2 separate regions of the Sus scrofa genome follow, and region 2 is linked to region 1. The links are chromatin contacts, called in public Hi-C maps. All regions are on one chromosome and are shown on one strand. The core of a region is the stretch at or near the end of the contact, and the rest is flanking DNA. Distances in the headings are between cores, read along the strand shown.

Region 1 (3,091 bases), core at 395-2,894:
GGTTCATCACCACGATTAGTTTTAGAACATTCCATCAACCCAAAAGGAAGCCCCTCCCCCATTAGCAGTTACCCCATCACCTCCTCTAGCCCCTGACAACCAGGAACCCACTCTTCGTGTCTGTGAATGTGCCTGTTTTGGACATTTCCCATCCATGGAGTCACACACTGTGTGTCCTTCTGTGTCTGCTTCTCTCACTGAGCATCGTGGTCTCAGGATCCATCAGTGTTGTGGCCAGTGTCTGTGCTTTAGCCCTTTTCATGTCTGATTAACAGTCCAGTGTGTGGGGTGACACTTTTTCTTTTTTTGGCTGCACCTGCAGCCTGTAGACATTCCCCTGCCAGGGATCCAGCCTGAAGTACAGCAGCAATCTGAGCTGCTGCAGTGACAATGCCAGATACTTAACCCCCTGAGCCACTGGGGAACTTCTCTTTATATATTCTATATATAAGTCCCTTATCAGATACATGACCTACTAATATTTTTTCCCATTTTGTAGGTTGTCTTTTCACTTTCTTCTTTGTTTTTGTTTTGTTTGTTTTTGGTCTTTTTGCCTTTTCTAGGCCTGCTCCTGTGGCATATGGAGGTTCCCAAGCTATGGGTCTAATCAGAGTTGTAGCTGTCAGCCTACACCAGAGCCACAGCAACATGGGATCTGAGCCACATCTGCGACCTACACCACAGCTCATGGCAACGCCCGACCATTAACCCATTGAGCAAGGCCAGGGATCGAACCCGCAACCTCATGGTTCCTAGTCGGATTCGTTAACCACTGAGCCACGGTGGGAACTCCTTCACTTTCTTCTTTGAAGCATAAAAGTTTTTATTTTTGTTTTGGGCGCCTATGGCCTGTGGAATTCCCAGTCAGGTATGGAATCTGAACCAGAGCTGCAACCTACGGCATCTGTGGCAACACCAGATCCTTAACCTACTGGACCTAGGCAGGCATCGAATCCACGTCCCTGCTGCTGCAGAGACACCGTTGATCCCATTGTGCTGCAGTAGGAACTCCTATTTTGTCATAAAAACAAAAACAAAAACAAAAAAAACTTGTAAAACACGGAAACCTCAGGGTAGGTTTTCCAGCCAAATATAGGACGGACAGTTACGTTCGATTCAGATAAAGAGTGAATGCTTTCCTTGCACAACTGTGTCCAAACACTGCACAGTACTCTTACACTAAGAAATTACTGGTTCTCTAGCTTAAATTCAAACTTTAACTGCTGTCCAGCTATTTTTATTTGCTAAATTTGGCAGCCCCCACCCCAGGGGGCTGTTCACATCGATCGCCATCGCCTCCCTCGATGCTTTTTAAATTTTTTTGTACACAGAAGTTGAGCATTTTGACCACTTTGCGCGTACAGTTCGGATCTTACTTCGCACTAGGGAGGAGCGAGGCTGCCAGCCCAGCCTCTTAGGCCCCGCCCCGTTTCCTAGAAACGTAGCCACGCCTCAGGACCGCAGGGCCACCCGGCTTCCGTAGCACGAGCCAAAAGGGGTTTGCGCGTGCGTACGTGCGTACATGCGCGTGCGCAAGTGGTGGCAGACGCCCCGTGCGCGTCCCCGCCTCCGCGAAGACGCCTGCGTGCGCGCGTCCGGCGGCCTCCCGGTTCTTATAGCGCCGCAGGCGGCGGTTGCGCGGGGACGGTAGGACGGTAGGATGGCGGACGTGAGACTCGTGGTGTTGGGGCTCGTGCTACTGAGCACCCAGGGCGGCTCTGGGGCAGGTGAGGGTCTTGGGGGCCCTCCGGGGGTGGTGGGGGCACAAACTTGGAATGGAGTGGCCTCCTTCCGCTCCAGGGGAGACCCCGGCTGGGGCGAGTGGGGAGAGAGAATCTGGCCCGGGTGGTGGGGGAGAAGACCCCGGCCCTCGGAGGAGGGAGACTCCGGCCTGGAGCCTACCTGCCCGAGGCAGCATAGGATGGGCCTTTCTGCTCGGTGTGCTGGGGCGGGGGCTGCAGGGGAGCCCCCGGGCGCCGAAGCCTGGCTGTCATCCGAGAAGTGGGCTCTTGTCCCCAAGGGGACGCGGGCACCCAAGTACGTGACGGCCCCTGGGGCTAGCCGGCTCTCCGGCTGAAGGGATTGTCATTCTTCCTGGGATTTAGGTCTCGTGTCTCGCTCTGGCTGTGCAGCTGCTCCTGGGGTCCCCGAACACTTTAACCCTTGTAGGGAGGCCGACACTCCGCTTCCTTTGGTTGTGCCTGATTTCGGGGCCCAGAAGGAGATGGCGGCTAGTCCATCCTCTTCTTTTTACTGGGGTGGAAACTGAGGCCCTGGCCGGTAGGGGAGGTATTCCAAGGTCATCGTGAGCCACTGGGTTGGGAGTAGGAAGCGTGGGGGCGGGGGGAGCTGTTTTTACAGTCGCACAAACAAGCGTTTTGTTTTCAGAGCTCTTCACAGGAGCGGTAGACTGTGGGGTGGGAAGACGTGTTTTAGAGAATGGTCTTTGGAAGATGGATTAAGGCGTGTTTTCCCCGGAGAAAGCAAGCCCTCCCATTCTCTCTTTTGCCTGAGAGGGAGACATTTTCTTCCCGAATCGATGGGGACTTCGTTTGGTTCTCAGTTAACAATTCATAGTGAGCGGCAGGGAGAGAACAAAGTGCAGACCAGCTGGGCCTGAGACTTCCCCCTGGGGGAAGCAGGAGTGTGCCAGCTTCTATCCTCAGTGGCTGCTGTTATAGCAGGAAACTGCATAGGGCTGGGCAGGGCCTGGGAGGGGCTGCTTCTTGTAAAAGCTTCACCAGCTTTTCAGTAAGTGGGTTACCCGTGACCCACTTCAAGGCCTCAGTTTCTTTCCTTTTCCTTATAATCACAATGGGCATTTATTGACCGCCTCTGGGCAAGGGCACGGCCCCTGGCAGGCGCGCTGCCTGCTCTCTTTGGGAAGAGGAGCCCCAGGCAAGATGAGTGCCCTTTAGATGCAGCCCTGGCCAGAGGGAAGGGAGGGCCTTCCATCTTCCTCTGCTGGGAGCACTACTCCTCTGTCATCACCTTGGGGCTGTCCTCAAATACGCACATCACCTGGGGTGTGTGCAGTTGGTAGTCCTGGTGAATTTATGCTGTGTCTGTGCCTTAGCTTTCCCTTTTCACT
Region 2 (3,091 bases), core at 160-2,659, 40 kb before region 1:
ACGCTCCTCTGGGCCTCCGGCGCCACCTGGACCACAAAGAGGAGGACTCTTTCCACTCAGTTGCAACGAGAGGACATTGACAGGGTTATGGACAGCAGAGGGGCTGACCATGCACCCTTTACCTTGATGGCAGCACATCCAGGCTTCCCAGCTGGCTGGGCTTCCCCTCAGTGAGGCCCCTGGGGAGCCACCCCAACAGTGCAGAGCTGGAGAATAAAGAGCATCTGGCCTAACTTTGGCAGTGGTTCCTGTGGTAGAACAGACATTGGAATCCTCTACACAGCTCCAGGCATCCTCTGCTCTGGGTGACTCCCCAGAGAGACAAGGAAGGACAGACACCCCAGCCCCACCTGGCCAGGGCTCGGGGAGAGGTGTGCACTCTGCCTGCCTGCTGCCCTTCCCTGGGGGGGAAACGGGACACTGACGCTAAAAGAATAATTAGGAGTCCTCAAAAGAAGCGGAGAAGAGAGAGTGCCCTGGTGGCTCAGCGGGTTAAAGACCCTGTGTTGTCACCACTGTGGCACAGGTTTGATTCCTGAACTGGGAATTTCCGTGTGGCCAAAAAAAAAAAAAGCAGCAGCAGCGGAGATTTGTTGGGGATGGCATGGGCAAAGACAGACAGAGGTGACTTGTTAAGGGAAATAGCATCTCTTTGCGAATGGCTGTGGGCTAAGGTGGCGGGAAAGGCAAGACAGAGGGGCTGGATATGAGATTGGCAGGACTGTAGATGCCAGGGACTTCAGCCTGCTATAACTGGGCGCTCTGAGAGAGTTGAGAGTTATAGAGGATGCAGGCGACAAAGATCCCTCTGGTGGGAAGGAAAGGTAATAGCCAGGGGCGAATAATTGGGAACCGTGAGTACTCCACTCACTCAGCAGGCGCGTACCGGGGACTAAGGGCAGAGGGAGCGCAGAGTGGACCCCGAACACAGTCTGGTGCATAGAGGGAGCTTTTCCCCACGAAGTGCTACACAGTCAGACGTAGACTGAATTAGGCTGAGCACAAACGCTGAGTTGAAAATCAGAAAAGGGAGGGGGACATTACTTAGTCCTGGAGGTGGGGTGGAGCCATACCGCCTATGCTCAGCAGGGCGTCTTTGGTAACCAAGGAGACCGGTTGCCAGGGCACCGTGCTAATGAAGGGCTCGCCCACTACCAAGATGGCAAGCAATCCAGCTTCACACCAGAAACCAAGCCCTTCCTAGGGATCCATTTTGGAGTCTGGCAAAATTTAAGTTCCTGGCCCAAGCCAGGAAAACCAGCCAGCACACGTAAAGAGGAAACCTGAGAGAGAATGCCAGTTAGAACCTAGGAGAAAGAGTGGCCTGCGGTGGTGATTTCCCAGTATCCCAGCGGGATCCGGGTGCTCTCTGCCCTTAACCAAGATGGCCGGCCCGAGTCGCTAGCGTACTGTGAAATATGGCGGCGCTTCCGGCCCTGTCGCCCTCAGCGAAGATGGCGGCAGTGGAGAAGCGGCGGCCGGCGATGACCCAGGCGGCCAGTATCACGGACAGCGGCCGGCCAGGGGTCTCCCGAGCAGCTGTGACGGCCGAGAGTGAGGAGGACTTTCTGCGGCAGGTCGGCGTGACGGAGATGCTGCGCGCGGCCCTGCTGAAGGTGCTGGAGGCGCGACCCGAGGAGCCCATTGCCTTCCTTGCACACTATTTCGAGAACATGGGCCTGCGCTCGCCTGCAAACGGCGGCGCCGGGGAGCCCCCGGGCCAGCTCCTGCTGCAGCAGCAGCGCCTGGGCCGCGCGCTATGGCATCTTCGCCTGGCTCACCACTCCCAGAGGTGCGGGGCTGGGCCGGGCCCGGGCGGGTAGGGGATGCGGCCGGACCTCAACTCCCAGCGTGCTCCGTGCTGCTCGCTCCCCGCCTCGGCGCCGGCGATATAGCGTGGGGCTTGCTGGGAACTGTGGTCCGTTGCCCCTGGCGCGGGGTGGGCGCGCACTGCTGTCAGCTGGAGGTTCCCGGCTCGGCCACCGAGATGAGGGCCAGTGCTGCGAGCTCTGGTCGACTTTGTCTTTTGTGATGCCTTTTTGCAGGTGCTGAGCTTCCCTTTGCAGCCCTAGGGCAAGGCCTCCTGCGGGCAGGAGGGGTGTCCGGGAAGGGGCCTGCATGACGCACAGGGAAAGGCCAGCAGGCGCACTGGCCTGGAGGCTGTAGGGCTGCAGTGTGGGGGTCCACAGGGGAAGGGAAGGCCGTGGAACTTTCGCATGGCGGTGTGGAGGGGATGGTGCCTGCCGCCCACCCCCACCCCCAGCTCTGAGCCCATAGAAGGGGATTGAGAAACACCCGTTGAATGTGTGAGCCATACCACGTGGATGGAGAGAACCAGCATCAACCAGACAAGGTTGCTGCTGGATGTAGGTGGGCTGGGACTTAGATTGGGGGTTCCCCAGAAGCAGAGCCTGAGGCGAGCATTCACATGGGGATCACGTTATAAGAAGGTGCTCTCAGAGAACTCAGGAAGGGGAGGAAGCCAGGCAGGGGAGAGTTTCAGCCTAATCCCCCAGCCCCCCTATCTGGAGGCAGCTCCTAAGAAGGGGAGCACAGAGAGGCTTGGAGGAAGCCTGGGTGTGGGGAGGGGTATGGAGAGCAGGCACCCATGCAGAGTGCCTGTCTGTGCCACAGGGGGAAGGGGGGAGTGTCCAAGGTGACAGCCAGAAAAGGGGGTGGCCAGAGATAGGGACCTGGCAGGGAGCAAGCTGGTGAGCGTCCAGAGCTCAGGGCACATGCTCTGAAGGTCGAGTTGCTGCTTTTGCTGGGGCCGAGGTGGCAGGAGTTGTGCAGGGAACAGGAACAGGAACAGGTCCCTGAGATGGGAGGTCACACTGGTTCTGAGGGGAGCTGAGTAGGGGGCTGGGAAAATCTTGCAGCAGAAAGGTGGGCAGTCAGGTCTGCAACGGAGACGTGACAGGGGCAGGAGGTTGTCACTTGGGAGGGGTTATGAAGGCCTCGGGGGAGCTGGGAAGAGCCCAGGATCCAACTCTGAGGGGCCACAGCCTCAGCAAACCCACAGCAAAGCATGAGAAGGCCGACCAGACATGGAGGAGGGAACCAGAGGAGAGGGGCAGCCCAGGACAACTTC

The links. Hi-C and Micro-C count contacts between places; a contact is called where the count stands out from the background.
Region 2: a contact with region 1 is called in a Hi-C map of liver, with 4 times the contacts expected there. The contact joins the promoter of TPGS1 here to the promoter of BSG in region 1. A contact is called at or near these places in 7 of 47 Hi-C or Micro-C datasets (heart right ventricle, liver, psoas muscle and 1 more) and 2 of 2 datasets of contacts at active chromatin or transcription factors (alveolar macrophages and skeletal muscle).

Annotation. Positions count from the first base shown.
Region 1 is chr2:77,741,887-77,744,977 of Sscrofa11.1, reverse strand. BSG (basigin (Ok blood group)) reads left to right here and starts at 1,644. Exons shown (of 8, transcript NM_001123086.1): 1 at 1,644-1,727. The coding sequence starts at 1,661.
Region 2 is chr2:77,781,752-77,784,842 of Sscrofa11.1, reverse strand. TPGS1 (tubulin polyglutamylase complex subunit 1) reads left to right here and starts at 1,409. Exons shown (of 2, transcript XM_021084307.1): 1 at 1,409-1,792. The coding sequence starts at 1,419. MADCAM1 (mucosal vascular addressin cell adhesion molecule 1) reads left to right here. Exons shown (of 5, transcript NM_001037998.1): 5 at 1-233.